2 separate regions of the Mus musculus genome follow, and region 1 is linked to region 2. Evidence: chromatin contacts called from public HiChIP or PLAC-seq data. All regions are on one chromosome and are shown on one strand. The core of a region is the stretch at or near the end of the contact, and the rest is flanking DNA. Distances in the headings are between cores, read along the strand shown.

What was found. HiChIP or PLAC-seq counts read pairs in DNA pulled down with a chosen protein or histone mark.
Region 1: a contact with region 2 is called in a FOXA1 HiChIP or PLAC-seq map of pancreatic cancer cells. The contact joins the promoter of F730043M19Rik here to the promoter of Prkar2b in region 2. A contact is called at or near these places in 2 of 39 promoter capture datasets (hippocampal neurons and liver) and 1 of 115 datasets of contacts at active chromatin or transcription factors (pancreatic cancer cells).

The regions. Positions count from the first base shown.
Region 1 is chr12:33,144,838-33,149,752 of GRCm38.p6, forward strand. F730043M19Rik (RIKEN cDNA F730043M19 gene) reads right to left here and starts at 2,749. Exons shown (of 6, transcript NR_015602.3): 1 at 2,295-2,749. It overlaps Atxn7l1 (ataxin 7-like 1), which reads left to right and starts at 2,134. Exons shown (of 11, transcript NM_001374022.1): 1 at 2,134-3,078; 2 at 3,596-3,664. The coding sequence starts at 2,898.
Region 2 is chr12:32,058,971-32,063,789 of GRCm38.p6, forward strand. Prkar2b (protein kinase, cAMP dependent regulatory, type II beta) reads right to left here and starts at 2,307. Exons shown (of 11, transcript NM_011158.4): 1 at 1,812-2,307. The coding sequence starts at 2,112. Gm51992 (a long non-coding RNA gene) reads right to left here. Exons shown (of 3, transcript XR_003950224.1): 2 at 3,943-4,068; 3 at 3,249-3,313.

The sequences.
Region 1 (4,915 bases), core at 1,499-3,998, 1.1 Mb after region 2:
CAAAACCAAAACCAATGCAACTACTGAGAGCAAGTGAGGGAGGGGGAGAGAGAGAGGGAGGGAGGGAGGGAGGGAGGGAGGGAGAGAGAGAGAGAGAGAGAGAGAGAGAGAGAGAGAGAGAGAGAGAATCATGACAAACATGTCTTATGACTCACTATGTATCAGGCCTTATTTATCTGCAGGGCTCAGCACCCTGAATTTCCCCTAATACATTAACTTAAAGAGAACAGCAGCTTTGGGTGACCATTCAACGGATCAAGAAAGCTGAGGTTCAGTAGGATTCGGGACATTGAATCACATGCTCACACTATCCCACGCTCCCTCAAGCTCCCCTCCCCCAACTACATTAAGCAATGAGGGCTGGCTTTGTTTCAGTGAGTACGCGTACATCAGTTTTCAACTTCTTCCCAGGTGAGCTAAGGGGTAAGAAAGGGCTACCATTGCTCCTATGGTGGCCCTGGCAAGTGACAGTGGTTAGGAACAGAGCAGGATCCACTAAGTCCGAGCCACAGGGAGTACAGAACTCTTTTGCACATCCTAGGAGACAGGAGTCTGTTGACTCTGCCAGGAGCAAGGGGACTGGAAAGCAGAGGACACATTCCCATGGAGGTTGCCCTGCCCTGCCAGAATGCAAATGTCCTGGGTTCCTTCAGTTCTACTTATCAAAAAGAGTCTGTTCATCATGCCCGGCTCATTCATGGCTGGGCTCTAGTGCTATCCATTAACAAAGAGCTGAAATCCCTCCAACTGGTATTCCTAGGTGGCGAGGAGGATTTCTGATGTTAGTCCTGTTTCTAATCTATCACCAGAAGTGAGGTAGGAAAAATAAACAACATGGTCCAACCAGCAAGGTGGGTGGTACACTTGCCTTCCAGGTGCTGAGAAATCTTAGAGAAAAACGAATGGTGTAGGTAGCAAAGTCCTCACAAATTGAGATGCTCAGAGAAATTTAGCAAGAGTGGCAGATGGGATAGATGGATTCATTTAAGTCGAAGTCTATTAAGCAATTTTGGGGACATGTTTGAATGGAACATGTTGGTTTTTTCCTAGCTGCCTCCAGCTAGCTCCCAATGATGGTCCTAGTAGGACACAAGACGTTACACAGCTAAGCCACACCATCGACCCACATATGCTTACATTCACCCAAGGTTCTGCATGGTCCCCTTTTCTAGGCAAGACCAGACCTCAGCTTACTATAAGATCTTCCCAATTTCTAATATGCAGAGCAGATTCCGTTTTCTTGGTGACACATTTTTTCTGAACACTCTTAGCTCATTTCAACTTCCGCCAAGGAACTGGCCCTGCCGTGAAAGTCCATACCCTTGCCACACTGGTCTGGGGTCACTGTACACATGCCTAGCTTCCCTGAAGAGCTAAGCATGATCGTTCTCCAGCTGCAGCTCTGTGAAGACCAGGATGGATCTCCCTCTCTCTCTGACCCTGGGCAACCGGTCCATGAGAAACAATGTTATTTAAAAAGATGCATGGGTGAAGTAATGTCAGGTACAGCGCCTGGCTCATCTAAGATGTCAAGGTCTGAGAAATATTTCCCAAACCACAAGTATTTAAAGTAAGGTAATTCCTTACCCACTGGCACCTTAGTTAGGTAGCAATTCATCCAAACCTGAGAATTATCCATGTCCCATAGAGGCAGGCCCACTCGCGCACACACATCACAGCTGAAAACAAGCCTCCAGAGGTTCCTTCCCCGCCCCCATCCTAATGCAGGTTTTGAGGTTCATGGTGCTGAGTGCCAGGACATTCCAGCCCCACCAGAATACAGCCCAGAATTAAGCAACGCTTCAGTGTGGAGCAGAAGGGCTCCCGGGGACAGCAGTGGTAAGAATGGAAGGATGCTTCACAAATAGAAAAGTTATTGATTACGGGGGTAAGGGTGTCTTTACAGTTTAGGGAATTCCTAGTAAGCAAACAATTCTAAAGAGGTAACAGAAGGTTAAGGTCTCATTTACCAGCCCCTAGGGTCAGAAGAGACATCTCAAAGCGCCACGCGTCTACACACCTGGCAGTCAGGTTCTCCGGTGATGCGAAGTCCTCTGGCCAACCTGCTTGCTCTGTGCAAGTGCTGGGTCTGAGGGAGGGGCTTAGCATCACCCAAGAGCCTTGAGCTCGCTCAGTCTCTGGTGTGCGCGGAGCAAAGTCTCCGCAGTGGCTCTACCAGCTGGGACACACAACCATCGCACAGATCCCCGGGAACGCCAGAGACAAAATGATTTTGGAATTTTGCCTGCTATGAAACCAAGGATGGGATGATCACTCCCCTTGCCCCCACTCACCGGTTTCTCGGAGTTATGTCCATTTCCCCTTTGCTTCTGACTCCTGAAGGCATCTGCGAAGAGACCGGATTCCAAGGCTCACCGAGAGAGGAGACAGGGTGAAGTGGATGGTAGCTGGGAGGTGTACTCTCTAGAGTCCCTGCTCTACCCTGAGGGATAAGGATGGAGGGGTGCAAAACAGCCGATTTCGTTCCCACTAAGCCTCCGGGATCCTTCTGGGACGTCGCATGGTGGGTGACTGGGACTCTGGGAGGAAGAGACTTGCAGCGAGCAAAACTTTCGGTCCTCCAGCGGCGACTGGACGAAAGAACCTGTGCTTCTTCCCGGGGTCGCGCCAGGGTTGCTGGCTGGACAGGGCGGCGGGGCGCAGCATCCTGGCGCGAGGCGACCCTGCCCGGCTGAACCGGCGGCGCACTCAGGCTCTGCTCTCAGCCTGCCGGACTCCGCGCTCTCCCGAGCCCCGCGCACACGGCGCCTCTCTGGCGCCCCCAGCGGCTGCACGCAGCACAGCAGGGCCGGGCAGGGCCGAGCGCGCCCCGCCTCCCGCCTCCTCCGCCGCCCTCCTCCCCCTCTCAGAACACTCAATGTCGGAACGTTCCGAAGATGACGTCGGAGCGTTCTCGAATCCCGTGTCTCTCGGCTGCTGCTGCCGAAGGAACAGGGAAAAAGCAACAAGAAGGAACAGCAATGGCGACACTGCACCGCAAAGTGCCCAGTCCGGAGGCGTTTCTGGGCAAACCCTGGTCCTCCTGGATCGACGCCGCCAAATTACACTGCTCCGACAGTAAGAACCCCACCGCCTGTACCTCCTTTTATTATCCTGTAACCTTTCCATTCACCTAGAGCCACTGGGAAAAAGTGTGTGTGTGAGAGAGAGTGGCCCCCGGCGTCCTCCATGCTTCTCTCTCTCTCTCTAAATAAATACACACAGACACAGACCATCAGAGCACAGAGAGGCCCGGCTGCCAGCAAAGCTGTCTGTCTGTCTGTGCCTGGCTCTCCGGGGCAGGCAGCCTGCGGGGTGGGCTTTCGCAGCCCCACGGTGGTGTCTGTTTAAAAGGCGACTCTGTTGCTGCTTGCATAGTTTTTTTTTTCCTTTCCTTTTTTGGGGGTACCTATCTGGGCCAGGTAGATGGAAAGCCAGACTCGGGAGAAAATGTTGCATTGTCAAATTTTGCAAGATTTTCAGATACAGTATTTAGATCGATCTGTTTGTCAATAAACACTCTCCCTCCCCCCTTGACTTTGGCATCCCCCCTTTTTTCCTCATTTTCTTTTTTCCTTTTCTTTTTCATCTGCAGATGTAGATTTAGAAGAGGCTGGAAAAGAGGGTGGCAAAAGCAGGGAGGTTATGAGGCTTAATAAAGAAGGTAAGTGGAGCTCTTGGCATGTTAGTGTTAGCTTGTGTGGCAGAGTCTTCACAGGCTTTGGAATATAATGTGAATTGTTCTGTTGGGTACAGAGTGACTAAGGCTTGTCAGAAATTGAGCACGCCCAGGTGACTACTGCTTCACTGTTAACTTCCTTCTTCGAAGTATAAATACAACTTGGGGGGGGGGTCTTTCAGTGTGGGGGAGGCTGTGGAAGGCAGAAGTTTACTGCACTCCGCTGGAGTCCACATTGGTCTCTGCCATTCTCCTTGGAGCACCATTGGCCAATGGTGGTGGTGGGGTTTGAAATCCCTGAGTGAGGAGGCATGGGGCTCCCTTCACAAGCATTCCAGCCTCCCTTGTATGTAAATTCACAAGTTTTAATGAACCCCACATGGTCGGTCATTCCGGCAGCTTCTCCACTCTCACTGAAAACCGTTGCACATGGCAAGCCTTGGCTGCAAGTAGCATTTTGTTACTTGTTGCTGGTCACGGTCACAGACTGTAGGCAGTGACCAGGGTTAGGGGTTATCAATATGTGCAGATCTTTGGCCTGCACTCTGACCCCTCCCCCCACAAATCTGTGCTTCCCAGCATGAAAATATGATACCTGAAAGGGGACACATTGAACAGACAATGACCCCAGATCTGGCATGTGAGTGAAGCCATTATGTCAGGCCTGGGCACACCATACACCTTTGGTTGTTGTAAATCAGTGATCCTTGTTTGCAAGCCTGCCATTGGTCACTCTGGCCTCTGGCTTCAAATGGAGCCACACTGGAGGACCTACTTTGTGCTTAAAGAAAGGATGGGTTCGTTTGAATTGTGATGCACTATCTGGAGTCTTGTATGGAGAACTGGCCGAAATTGGTGGTGGGAAGGAGTCATGGAGGGGCCAGAGGAATTGATGGGGGTTGTCAAAAAAGTTCAGACGTAACTTGACAGTAGGAGCATTTTCTCATCCGCGGCGAGTGGAGAAAAGCCATTCGAGTCTGCAGCCTAGTCCACTGGTGAAAGGGGGTGTTGCCCGCAGAGGTGGATGAGACCTGCTTGGAAAGTTGGGACTTGCGGACTCACACCAAGAATTGCCGATTTTCAGTGCCACACTATTTCCTGACCGTCCAGTAAGACGAATCGCTTGTGTTTCAGGAAAGAACGTGGACATTAAAACATTTACATCTTAACTCAAGGGCTGTTCTCCGGCACTGTGTTTCTGCTAATTAAGTACTTTGGGAACAAAACATTATTCTA
Region 2 (4,819 bases), core at 1,057-3,556:
TGTTATAGTCAAGAAGTTTTAAAACCCCTGGAGGTAGAGATGTTAAAAGGCAACTGGTTAAGCATTTATTACAACTGACCTTGAGTGATTTTTATAGAAAAGATGACTTGGGGAATAGAAAGCTTCATAAAAATTACAAAAGCACTTCTTTCTTCCAATGTGCAAGATACACATTCTTGCAAGGAGAAATTAAACCAAAGCAAAGTGCTTCAAGAGAATTAGATATAATTAGGTTTGACTGTATTAATACTGTATTCCAAAGAGCACAGAGGCTCTCCCAAGCCTCCCTTCTCCTTGGTGCCTCCCATTCAGGACACTAGTCCCCTTTTCCATTGTGCATTGCTTGCCTGCGCTTGCATCCCCATGCCACAGACACATAGCATGTGCACAAATGTGTGTGCATACAAGTATTAGACGTCACTGTCCTTTCTATACCATCTGTGTAAGATGCTGTCTAGTTCCCCTTCCTAGTGAGACAAGCATCTGATTTGGTGTGGGAACAATTAAAACTATGATTACCCTATTCTCAAAGCACCCAAATGTCCCAAATTAAAAATCTAAATAGCAATCTTTCACATTCACAGAGCACTAACATCCAGGGTTTGTGTGTTTTAAACAAGCTAAGAATGCATTAATTTTATAACCCATTCAACATATAATTAATTCTACAAAGGAATGAAAATCTTCCTGGGAGGAGGGCGTAAGGGAAATGAAGTGAATGGCCCTTTAGTGTTTTCACTGTGTGAAAGGCATTGTGGACACACAAATCCCACACCAGCAGCATCAACAAATAAAAGCTGCATGCATGCTCGCCTCACACCACCAAGGAAAATACTTGTCCATTTGCACACCACGGCATTTCAGCCCGGGCTCCTGCAAAACCTGGGGTTTGGTCATATTGTGTAAACACGCATGTGTGTCTGGTGTGTCAGGGAGAGGTGGGAAGCATAAGGGGTGGGACTCGCCAAAAGCAGCTATTTAAAACAATCCCTTTCTCTCCCATTCATTCTCTCTAGCTTCAGTGTCTGGCGTGGTCCTTAGATGCTGGCTGGCTTTTCATTAAGACAACTGACAAAGCTCTTAGAACTTCCCATGGTGTTATTTTTTTTTCCACACACTTTAAAAAGAACATCAAAATCATTCAATATATGTTTTGTATCTTTTTTTTTAAAGAAAGAAAATCATTGGCCTATTTCCTCATGCCAAAGACCCCCTAGGTATCAGGCTAAATATGCTCCTTTGTTATATGTCCAAAAATATCGCCACCACATGGTATTGGAAAAACTGGAAAATAAATTATTCGTATTCCAAGAATGTCACAGCTATTATCGTTAATTTGTTTTACCTCAGCGAGTCCGATTTCACACTCTTCTCACTGAGTCCTACATGCTTCGCCCTTTCTCCCAGAACACTCCATTAATAAATCTAAAGGGCTGAAAAGAGGCCGCCAAGCGCCCTTCATGCACAATGGTACTCCCGGAGCCTGAGACATCTCCAACCACGGGAAAGTTAACGATCCAGCAAGATGCCCACCCTAAATCGCCCCGGAAAGAGAGGTGACAGAGGGGCAGCGGGAGCGCAACCTCTCCTTTCCCCACCTCCAGAGAAAGGGAGGGCATGACAAGAGAGCTGAGTAGGAAGGTGGGCGAGTGGGAGCGACCGAAATGGGTGCTGAGGGGGTGGGCGTAATGGGAAGGTGGAGAGCACGGGGAAGGTGGGGAGCTCAGCCCGGGGTTCAAGAGCGAGGCGGGGTTCGAGAGTGAGGCGGACGCGGCGGCCGGGGCTCAGGGCGCGAGGGGGCCGGTCCTCACCGTTGAACGCCCCTGCTTCCGCGGCCTCCTCCTCCTCGCCGTTCTCGGAGTCGGAGCGCATGGGCTCCTCGGCGAAGTTGACACCCTTACTGGGGATGCCGCCCCCGGCGGCTGCGCCCGCGTCCCCCCAGGTCCTGCCCTCATGGCCGAAGCGCGCGGCGCCCTTGCGCTCGTTCTCCTGCTGCAGCCGCGTGAAGTGCTGCAGCGCGAACTCCAGCAGGTCGGCGGGCTGGTGCCTCAGCACCTCCACCGTGAAGCCCTGCAGCAGCTCCGTGAGCCCCGCGGGGATCTCGATGCTCATCCTGCCCGTGCACGCCGAGGCGCCTGGACGCCGCCCTCGCCCCCTATCCGCGGTCCGGTCTCGGGCTGCGCGGCTCCCGAGCGAGCGCCCCGGGCGCTACCGGCTGCGAGCGCGGCGCACTGGGCCCCCGGCGAGGCTGCTCCGTGCGGCGGCAGCAGCAGAGCGAGCACAGCCCGGGGAGGGTTGGCAGCATCTCCAGCTCCTCCCGCTCCTGCTCCCGCCGCCGCTGCGCCGCCCCCCGCCCGGCGCCCCGCCTCCGCCCGCGCGCCCACGTGATCCCCGGAAACCATGGCAACCCGGCGGGCGGGAGCACTGCCGCCTCTCAAGTGGCCCCAGGGTGGAGGCAGCCTGAGCCTGGGGCGTGGGGCTGAGGCCGCGCGCTCCACCTGAGCTCCCTGAGCGAATCCCACGCACCTTTCTCCCTGTCCCACGCAGAGTTGGTGCGGCGCAATTCCTGCTGAAACTTCAGCCTCCACCTTGGTGGCTTTTCCTTTTCCTAGAATCCAACCCCAAGAGAAACGTGCGTGGTGTCTTTTGTTAGTCGCACAGCCCTACTGGTTCTCTTCTGGATAAAAGAGATGCTGCCACTTGTCTGTCACAAAATTTTCTTTAATTCCGCCTTTTAGCCTCGTGGCTGTGATGGTTTGCCTTACAGATGCTCTGCCACACTCTGCTTAGTACATTTCCTACTGGTTACTGAGACAAAGGCCGCATTTATTGTGTAGCACTTAACAAAGTTAGTTGATCCTTCAAGACAGGATACAGGGTAGTCAGGGCAGCTGGACAGACAACTAAGGGTGTGTTACCTGATTAGCCTCTTGTTGCTTATTTTTAAAACCTTTCCTGACACTTTGCGTCACTTCAATTAAATCTCCAAAATTTGAATATAGCAATAAAAAGGAAAAGAGAACTACACATTTGTGCTTTTTAAAGAAAACCCTTGTCTTTAAAACGAGCCTATTCTGAGAATTTTGAAACAGAAAAATTTATCTTTTGCCAAATTAAACGCTGTATAAATATGCATACTTTATTTTCTACGATGCCCATTTCATTGTAAAGCAGTCCAAGTGCAAACTCACTTGAGTTTTATTTTATTCTTAAGTTTTATTTATTTATTGAGTTTTATTTTATTTCCTTAGTTGTTCTCACTTACCTTTCTGCCCACACATAAGGAAAATATGTGACTCACGAAACCCAAAACCTAGAAATCAAAAATATCATTTCGTTTTATTTTTTAAAAATTGCTTCTTACCCATTTGTTTACAATGTTTATTTATCTTTTTTTTTCATAAGGGAATTCATTTCTCAAGTTCAGTTTCTTAACCTCATAATAATAATACTGGTGTGTGTTTTTTTTAAAATAACATACTTCTAAATTGTAATTGTGTGGTGTATAAGAAATAAACTCAGAAAAATGTGGTCTTCACATGAGGCCATATGGAACACAGTATTAGTCAAGTTCTCTACCGAAATGTTTTGCAGATCCAATAATCTAAGATGTATTTCTATCATGTTTCTCCCTACTGCTCAGCAGAAAATGCAAAGAATACTAGTTAAGATGGGATTTTATCGTTGCGGTCCTCAATGTCGATCAAGAATCCTCGCTCATTCAAGCTCATTGCTGTGTAATTCTGGCTTTGTGGCTCCTCCACCTCCAGTCATTTCCTCTAAGTCAGCTAACAGGAAAGTGGGGAAGAGAAAGGAGCCTCCTTCCGGCAGCAAACACTCATCTTTTCTTTTGGCTACAACTTCTGACCACATACATTTTATTTTCTGAAAGTGAGTAATGGTACCTCCCAGCCCATGTGCTCTTCCACAGAACAACTTTACCATTCCTAAGCCCGGAGTGCAACGCAAGGGGGATTGTGACTGCTTTGGCCAGTGGTGCATTTAGAAGTCACTCTAGCCCTCTGGTAGGTGCCTGACCAAAGTTCTGATCCATGGAGTTGGTGAACCCTTAAAAACAGGAGGAGGTATGTGTTAGCCTTGAAATTTTGGTAGTTTGTTGCACAGCAATAGCAATTAAATGCTACAATGGAGAAATTTGGGGAAAATATTCTTTATTTTGAGCAGTTATGTACAAGCAAATGCTTAGAGGTGGAGGAAAACCAAGTATAGGGACAATTATTAGTCTGTGGATGTTCAACACCTTTCTCAAAAACAGAGGAAGCAAGGAACCACATTTTTAAGTATCGTTCTCCAACATGGTTTTTTTTTTTTTGTTTTTTTTTTTTGTTTTTTTTTTTTTTTTTTAACATCATAGATTTCTTATACAGGGTGTGCTAGATGGCTCGCTTTCATTAGCCACAATGCCAGGAGCTCCCCTTGTTTTAGAGCTGTAGAAGTGACTCGGGCATGAAATTAGTAATTGGATTAAATGACCTGTTGTTGGTCTCTCGTTCTGGGAGGTTTCCAAGAGAATAATACTAAGAGCAGATATGTTGGATTTAAACCATCTTGGCAATCATCACTCTGGTAATTTTTGTTTGCATCAAGTTTTAAGCCAATAACCATGACCTGAAAAGGAAAAGCTTCATTCTCATGTTCCCGTTATGCTACACTAGAACTGTTCTCAGAACAAATTTTCACTTCTCAAATCCTGTTCGGGCTTTTAATCACTGCCACATAATCTTTGAGACAATGTTTTATGATTTCCTTCATTTTAAAGATACTTGCTTTTGAATGTTTGAGTGTAATGACGGCGTTT